Linked DNA regions of Rattus norvegicus: region 2 is linked to region 1. A link is a contact called in public Hi-C data. All regions are on one chromosome and are shown on one strand. Each heading gives the region's core, a stretch centred on a gene start, on an enhancer-like site or on the middle of the called end of the contact. The rest is flanking DNA. Distances are from core to core; before and after follow the strand shown. Region 1 has its middle 32 kb from the start of Pdcl3. Region 2 has its middle 56 kb from the start of Sec61gl4.

Region 1 (4,547 bases), core at 633-3,132:
ATGTAGTGGAGTTTGCATTTGGAAAGCATCTCTCTGTGGCCTGCAGACCATGGATTGATTGTAAAGGGAGCGAGGTGGAAGCAGGATGGCAATCAGAAAAGTGGCGCTAAACCACAGGCACGTGGCGCTCTGAGCGCACTCCAGAGGGTGTGATGATTGACGGGTAGCAAGCCACATGGGCCACGTTGAAATAGCATCACTGAACCTAGAGTTGGAGTTGGTGGTACAGGACATAGAAAGAAGGAGAAAGTTAGAGATGGACAAGAAAGGCTATGGAGGGGAGTGTGGGCTCTCTCAGAATGTGTTATTTTAGGGTATGAGAGGAAATGTGTCAGAGTGATGGGCATAACAACACTTGTTCCTACACGAGCGGGCTCTTACCCATTCTAGACATTACTAAAGACACCAGAGAGACTGCTGAGTTCTGCTCCTGTGTTGCCTGTTACCATGTATCCACAAGGATTTGTTACAGAATGTCTTCTTGGCCCCTCAACAAAGAGATTATAATTATAAAAATCACTGGGGAGGGAGGTGGCTGCGAGGGTGCTGGAGAGATGGCTCAGTGGTTAAGAGCACTGGTTGCTCTTCCAGAGGTCCTGAGTTCAGTCCCCAGCAACCACATGGTGGCTCACAACCATCTAGAATGGGATCTGATGCCCTCTTCTGACCACTGGGGGTCCACAGCAGGCTGTTTATTGGCTGACTTGACATTTCCAATGCCTCTGTACCAAAGACCTTAGCCCCCACTCCAAACCCTTTCTTCAGTTATCTGTCCCCAGGTGGACACCTATGTAGAGGGTAGTCATGAAGGTGCAGGGTACCAATCAGGCATTGACTATATCTGTCACTTCTATCACTATGACAGAGTAGACAGAGTACCCAAGGTAAACTATGTTAAGAAGAAGAAAGGTTTATCTTGGTTCATGGTTCCAGGGGCTTCAGCCCATGGGTGTCTGGCTCCATTAGAATGGCCTATGGGAAGACAGAATATCGTGGGGACAGAATCACGTCACAGGAGGCTGCATGCCTTGTGACAGTCAGGGAACAGACAGAGGCTGTCTGTATGACTGGGATTCCTCTTCTTCCTCTCTTGTCCCACATGGATCTTCCCTTCTGCAGTTAGGAAGTGTCCTCCCTGGGGCTGGAGAGATGGCTCAATGGTTAAGAGCACTGACTGCTCTTCCAAAGATCCTGAGGTCAAATCCTAGCAACCACATGGTGGCTCATAACCATCTATAATGCAATCTGATGCCCTCTTCTGGTGTGTCTGAGAACAACTACAGTGTAGTTATATATAAAAAGTAAATCTTTAAAAAAAAATTTTAAAAAGGAAGTGTCCTCCCAGACACGCAGAACAGGGCTTTGCTAATTTAGGTGTCTCTCAAGCCAAGAGTCAAATTTAACCATTGGGCAGAGGTGAGCTTGAAAGCAGAGTGCAAGAGAAGATGGGGAGTCTGATTTCTATTCTGACTAAACCTTTGTGACCTCAGAAAAGTCACTGTCTTGTTTCGGCCAACCGCCAGGTGAGCAAGATTTCTCTGATTCCAAGGTGACCAACATTGTTACTATATTAGGAGTCTAGGGATACATGAATGGGGAGTGTCTGAGCCTCCAGGGTGCACTGGCTCTCCTGGATGTGGAGAGAAAGTATCATTCTTCACCCTTCATCCTTTCTGCAGCCTTCTGGTCAAAGGGAAAGCAGTTACAACTGCTGTTACCTTCAGCTGGGGTCTCCCTTGGCCAGGTGGAGCAGCCCTGGAGCCCACCCTGTGCCCCTTCCCAGTGAAACTCCTGTGGTGGATGCAGGCCCAGAGGACATCCCAGTGTCTAAATATCAACCAAACAGTGAGCATCTCTCTCTGCCCACCTTTCCCACCTCATCAAGCATTCCTCCCTTCTAAAAGCTGCTGTGGGCCTGGGACAGGCATCCCTCAGCCATGGTCCTTATTCACAGACTCGTTTCTGTTTAAGCAAGACCCCCCAACCTTCGTCAAGTTCAGGTCCCTGAACTGAGTTGGAGGACCAAGTACACATGGTTGGTAGTCTCTGGGGCTGGGGAGGCTCAGAGTCAGCCACGACAACCAGAAGAATCAAGTCCTCCCACAGCAGCAATTCTCCAGAAATGTTGCCATGGTAAAGGGGGACGGTAGAGCAGCTGGTGTTCAAAGAACCATTAGCATTAGAGGCTGCTGGTGATGTACACAGACACACCCAGGTTCATTCTGCTCAAACAGCACGAAGCAGTGAAGGCTTTTTGCCAAAGTGTGTGTGTATGTGTGTGTGCATGTGAGTCCATGTATGTGTGTGCACATGTGCATGTGAGTCCATGTATGTGTGTGCACGTGTGCATGTGTGTGTGCATGTGTGTGTGCATGTGTGTGCATGTGTGTGTGCATGTGAGTCCATGTATGTGTGTGCACGTGTGCATGTGTGTGTGCATGTGTGTGTGCATGTGAGTCCATGTATGTGTGTGCACGTGTGCATGTGTGTGTGCATGTGAGTCCATGTATGTGTGTGCACGTGTGCATGAGTGTGTGCCTCTGTGTGTTTATGTATGTAGGGTCTCAAGCATGCACACTTATCACTGAGCTATGCATCTGCCCTGATGGATGTGTTTTGTGATGACGAAGACTCCAAGTTTGGCCAGGATAATTCTGAGGTTTATTGCTTATTCATGAGCTTGGGAGGCTTTTGAAGAAACAAACAAATTTAGTGTGTGACCACTGTTATTCAAAAACATAAAATCGGATTACCAAGATGCAAAACAGCAATGGTGACAGGCAGAGATTCTCGGCCCCAGGGTCTGTCATGGGCATGAGGAGAGGGTAGTGGAAAACTTTACTGCCAAGTGCCACGCAGAGGTTTTGGGTCAGGGAAGTCCTGCCTGGTCATTTGTTTCCACCTGTGACTCCTGCCTGAGGATGAACCAATCCTATTGGTGGAAGCCTGCGCATTGAGGCTCTGATCAGTGGAGACCCAAATGATGCAACTTCTGCTTGGCAGGGGCCTGGCTAATTACAGACTTTTATTGATGAATTTACATACGGTGCAGATTTTGATCAGTCGAGAGTTGGTAGAGCTCACCTGTTGGGAACTATCTCAAACCATCACGCTGCCTTTATGGGTACATCGTTTCCATATTTCACCAAAGAAGACAGACATACAGCCAAGGGTAGTGCTTGAATTCAAACACCCTCCTCATGTTCCTAAGCCCATGAGACAGAGATGGCTACAAGGCAGGTAACCTCAGAACAGGCATAATTTAATGGTCAGATAGAAGGCAAATATTCCAAGGAAAGAAAGCAAAGAACCGAAATAATTAAATTCGTTGCGAGAAACTGTTTGCCATTTGCTTGAGTCAATTCAGGTAATTTTGTGCTCTAAACTTCTGCTGCTAAAATCCCACAAGCAGCTTAACTTCTCCGAAGTAAATGTGGCCCAGCGCCTCTATGGCGACGCCGTGTTAAGTGTCATGACAGCCACGAAATCACTTCCCGGGGCGCTATGAAGGAGCACAGAGTGTTATTGTTCAGTAGATTAAGATTATGGTGACTAACGCGTTATGAGCAATGTGCGTGGGAGAGGATGGAGTGTATCCAAAGCTGTAAGAGAAAGGGTACAGGAAAAGCCGCTCGCGAGGCTGCTCCCCGCCCCCGGCTCCTGCCAAGCTCACTACCCACCATCTTCAAATAGGTTTCTTCTGGGGTGGAAATGCAAGGTGGATATGGGAGCAGTGGCCCAATGGATCACACCTGTGCGTGCGCGTGTTTGTGCGTGCGTGCGTGCATGCGTGCATATGTATGTACGTGTCTGCCTGACGGCTCCACCCACAGGTACCAGGCATTTGTGGAAGATGTTGCAGGACTGGCTCAATGGGCACATAGTAGGTGATACCAAGGGCAGACACCTGCAACTTGAGGAACCCCATACTGTTGTCTCGCTCTATCTCAGTGTTCCCGTCTCTAGAGCCCTTCTAGCTCCTCCCCCAGCCCGACTTGAGAGCCCTGTAATCTACTGATTGGTCCTCAGCATATAGGAAAACCTTTTTCCCCCAACGACTATGTTCCCAGAGTCAAATTTATTTTTGTAAAACTACTAAAATAATTGTGCTCGCATTTTTTTTTTTTTTGGTTCTTTTTTTCGGAGCTGGGGACCAAACCCAGGGCCTTGTGCTTCCTAGGTAAGCGCTCTACCACTGAGCTAAATCCCCAGCCCCTGTGCTCGCATATTTAATTACAGCACTGGGAAGGTGGGGACAGACACTTGAGATCATTCTTGCCAACATACTGAGTTCAAGGCTATCCTGGGATAAAGACCCTGGAGAGAGGGAGAAAAGGGGGCGGAAGTGGAAGGGTAGGGAGGAAAACAGAGAGAACATTAAATTGCCCAGTAGACCAACAACCAGAATTTTTAAATTATTGTTGTTATTATTATTATTATTATTATTATTATTATTATTATTATTATTATTATTATTAAGGATTTCATTCAGAAAGCTCCAAAATCCTACCAGCAAACAATATATTTAGGAAAATAAATAATATTTT
Region 2 (4,547 bases), core at 520-3,019, 93 kb before region 1:
TGGCGGGACCAGCTCCTGATGAGGATCCATGTTTCCCAGTAACCGAGGGACTGATTTGCAAACTTGGCAGTCTCCTTTCCCCGAGCAGGAAGTGCGCTGGAGGAGGAGGAATGTGGGCCACAGGGAGGGAAAGTAAGCACTGTGCTGCCAGTGAAATCTGGGGATTTGAACACAGCAAACACTAAACTGGGGTGTGTGCGTGTGTTATTTTCCCGTTAAAATATTATATCTTCAACCAGAGTACTCCGAATGCTCCTGATCTCTTCTGATAAAATATTACTTAGAATCAATAAACGCGAAGAAAACCTGAACAAAAAAAATGTGCTCAAACTTCCTTCAGTGCTAATGAGAAAGTTCCTGTCTCGGAGAGCTGGTCAGATCTTCTTTTCTACAACAGAATCTATGCCTGCTCTACTTCCCCCGAGAAAAGGAAACAGCGAAATCTGCTCCTCTGCTTAACGTGCACGAGACTTGGCTGTCCCTGCGTGGACGTGTGGAATGACTGCGGGTGGTAGACTGCCACATTTGAAAACACTCAAGAAATCTTGCCTTCCGGTGTTCTCTAGGGTGTCCTTGGCTCATCCAAGCACAGAGGGAGGGTAGCAGGAGGGAGGCAGAGGCACAGTGGAGCTTGACCTCTAAGAGTGCCTGCTCCCATGTTGGCTGATGACTCCTGGACATGGGGCCTGCCCTGCAGTGTGGTTGATACACCCAGTGATGTTCTATTGGAGAAAACTGATTTTTTTCCCTTCCCCAGCAGACATGAATTGCAAGTAGCTTCCAGAGAGGGCCACCAACTCAACATGTGGGTGACCACGTGAACTGAGTGAAGAAGGCCAGCCGCCCTAGCCTCCTAATCACACATAGTGATATGTGTCTGAAGCTAGCCAGAACATCCCAGCAACCTGACCCCTAGGGCCATGAGATACCCCAAAGAAGGCAGAAGAAACTTCCAAGGCCTCCTCAGCTCACTGACTTGTGTGGAATGAAAAGGCCAAGGTTTCAAGCAGGTCTGCCACAGCCTTATGAACGAGAGTCGGCACTAAGGTTGTTGCATGTATCTCTGCCTTTGGAAAGTCGGTGTACATTTTCCCAGGTGAACCACAGACTGGGAGGGCACCAGACTTCTGTAGAAGCTATTCGCTCTCAGTACCAGGCTGGATTTTTTAAAAATCTCTCTTGCTCATGAATTTCCTTGTGTAGGAACAGCTGTCTAACAGATGGCATAGACAAGGATGCCCAAAGGAAGGGGGACTCTGAAAAGCCTTTCAATAACGGATGTTAGTCTGATGTGACTGACCGGGGCTTCCCAGGATGACAGAACCCCAAGACAGAGTCAGCCACACCCTACTGAGTCCATCCTCTCCCTAGATCCTGCTGAGTCTAGGGCAGCACTGCCGGAAGAGCAAAGGCAGGCCTAGGTGCGGTGGCTGCAGAGGAATTGGAAGTCTTGGTCCTGCAGTGAGCTCAGGGTGGGTCTAGGACATGTTGGCATTCAGATGCAGGGTTAGGGGATAGAGCTGCGGAGCAGATGAAGGGGGCTTTGCTCTAGTGGGGGCTGGGGATGCTTCACCATGTGGGCTTGGGCAGAAGCATATGCATAGTCACAGCAGGGCCCCAGCCACAGAAGGGAGAGCCAAAGCCAATGGAATGATTCCACAGAGGATCTGCCCTTTTGTGTTTTGCAAGCTTTGCCTCCTTAGATACTCCTCTCCGGAGTGAGTGAACTTGTTCTAGCTCACCGCAGCGGGTGCAAACAGACCCCACCCACCGTTTCCTGGGTGTGGGTGCTGTGGGCAGATGCCAGAGGGATTTTTAAAAGGAGCCGTGCTATTTAGGGTGTTGGGATCCGCTATCATGCCAAGGCAGCAATATGTCTGCCCATGAGAACTTCCCAGCATCCAGCAGAGGGATGCCATTTTCAGGGCTCACACTGAATCAATACGCCTCCCTGGCACATTCCTCTTGCGAAGTCACTCTGAGATCTCCCAATGAATTCCCATCTCAGGGCTGGGCGTGCGCCTCATCTTCACATGAGACACTTAGACCTCAGACAGATCCCTCCTTAAGTGTCTCTACCGTTAATGCTGAAGGTGGACAGGGTAGGATGTTTTCACATCTGCAGGCGGGTGAGACATTTGCCAAGAAGGTTCTAGATCTGCGTTGTTCCTCTGGATCATGAGTTGAAACAGAAAACTCTGGATGTAGGGCTTGGCTGGTGGAGCACATCAGCTCTGACCAGCGCAGAGACTCTGTGCTCATGGAGGTTCTGAGGGAAATGGGAGGTCATTCAGAGGAGAATGTGAAAGGTTTTTTTAGGAAATGGACAAGCAAAATGGTGTTCACAGACAAACTAGAATGGACCTTCAATCATTCATATATATATATGAAGAACTCAGAGGCAAAGCCCTATTTTCAGAGACTATTGTATGAGGTCAGGCCAGAGAAGAATGGAGTGCAATGCACTGCTCACAATGATTGCACGCTAAATAGGAGGATAACGAGGCCAAAAATAATCACTGTTTTCTGCCCTCCAAATTCAGGGTGTTCGAAACAGAGACTTCTGAAACACCACCTAGTCAAAGGCCCAGCACTTCCTTCCTGCCTTTCATCCAAGGGCTCCTGCTGGATTACCTGTGCAGAGGGACAATTTGGCAGCATGGCAGCTCCAATCTCCTCCATGTTCCTTGCTCAGGGCCCCCACTGTTTGACTGAAAGGCTCCAAACTTCAGTGTGCACAAGAACAGTGTGGTCAAATGCAGAGTCAGCTGCAGAGGGTCAGGTTCTGCTGGTCTAGGACTAAGGATCTGGATCTGGTTTCTCCCCGCAGGCCCGGCAACTATTTCCAAAGGGCTGGGTTGGCTTTTAGCCATGGACCTATAGTCTGTGCTCCCAAGTTGAAGGGTTTTGAGATTCTGGGAATCAGAAGGCGCCAGACATAGGCTTGGGTGAGGCTAAGACATAAGAAGAAATAAGACCCTGCAGCCCAGAGTCCAGCTCTTTGGATGAGAGATGGACCTGAACACTGTGGCCATGGTCAGAGTTAAAACAGTGCTCAGTTAGAAAGAAAACTGCCTCTCCCTCACCTCCCTCTGAACCACAACATAAAGGGCTTTCTATCTTTCTCCTTCAATCGTGGCATCTTAGCGTCTCTTCCTGTGCTGTGGTAAGACACCCTAAACAAAAAGGGAAGGGGTCCGTTCTGGCTTTCAGTCCAAAGTTAGAGTCCATCATAGTGGAGAGGTCACCACAGCAGGAACTTGAGGGAGTTCATCACCTGACAGCCATGATCAGGAACGCAGAGCAAAGAATGCTTCATGCCATATAGTCTAGGCCGCCAGCCCTGGGGATGAGTACCACCCACAACAGACAAGTCATCTCGATTTGGTTAACCTAATCAAAACAATTTCCCCACAGGCATGGCCAGAATCTTGTCTCCCGAGTGATTCTAGATTCTATGGCACTAACAACGCTAAGCATGACATGTGGGAAAGGCATTGCTAAATGAAGATGTGTTTGTAAAATGTCTTATGCAGAGATGAGAGGCTTAGCCTGGGGCTGGGGAAAGATCCCAATGGATAGAGTCAGGCACCAAGACGCTGTGTGTGTTGTGGAGAGTGGGCTCAGTCGGAATTGGTCAGGCTCTTCCAGTCTGGGCAAAGGATACACAGGAACTGGTATCCATGCAGCGTAGAAGACTGGGGAAGGAAGCAGCCACTGCCAGGCAGAGAATACGCCGAAAGGGTAGATGAAAATACTTTCCTAGTATCGACATGCTAAAGCAGATCCGTGCCTTTATCACATTGATGGCCATTGTCGGGAAGACCTGGTCCAGATTTACCAGGTCACTGTGTGATGGCCCTTCCATGACTCTGTAGAAGGACTCTAAATGATCTGTCCTATTGTGATTTTGCCCCAACAGCACCAAGCCTCCTTTCCCCCTCAATAACGAATCTCCTGGGATTGTCTGTTCTCTCTAGTCTTTACTCTCTGAAACTGCGAGAAGTGCAGATCACATCCATGTCTCTGCTGGGTAGGACCCAGACTCCCTACAGGATGATTTGGTGTATAATGATCAACAGAATTAGCTGTTCCTATTGTTATTTAGAGGCCTGTCCTCTAAGGAACGTGGAGAGGGTGGCATGCGTTTCCCAGGACTTTTGGTGGCAAGGGACAGAGGTGCAGCCTAAAGTGGATAAGAACTTCCACAATGGGAATGTGTCGAGATAGCGATGGCTCATGAGTTGACTGGATCCTAGTGCTCTGAAGGGATCCTCTGGAATCTTTTGTTTGGGCTTCTTCCCACTGGCTTCATTCTTAGGAAGACTTTATCTAGGAGGGGGCAAAGATGACCAAACTCTCTCCATCATCCCTCAGAGACTCTCTCCAGAGGCAGGAGCACCCTGAGGAGGGTCACGAGGTCACAGACCTGTGCTGATGCAGCAGCTGACCTATCAGCTGCCCACAAAAGATGTGCTGTTAGCTGGGCTAAGCTGGTCCCATCTCTTGGCTGAGAGGAGCAGAGACGATCATGTGGAGTGGAAGAG

What was found. Hi-C and Micro-C count contacts between places; a contact is called where the count stands out from the background.
Region 2: a contact with region 1 is called in a Hi-C map of frontal cortex, with 4 times the contacts expected there. The contact joins two enhancer-like sites. A contact is called at or near these places in 2 of 12 Hi-C or Micro-C datasets (Schwann cells and frontal cortex).

What each region holds. Positions count from the first base shown.
Region 1 is chr9:48,760,121-48,764,667 of GRCr8, reverse strand. No RefSeq gene overlaps it. Among named protein-coding and RNA genes, the nearest start is that of Pdcl3, 32 kb to the right of the region's middle. Within about 2 kb of position 1,882, at least 10 of the 93 cell types and tissues checked have an H3K27ac peak or open chromatin away from gene starts, as enhancers often do.
Region 2 is chr9:48,853,318-48,857,864 of GRCr8, reverse strand. No RefSeq gene overlaps it. Among named protein-coding and RNA genes, the nearest start is that of Sec61gl4, 56 kb to the right of the region's middle. Within about 2 kb of position 1,769, at least 18 of the 93 cell types and tissues checked have an H3K27ac peak or open chromatin away from gene starts, as enhancers often do.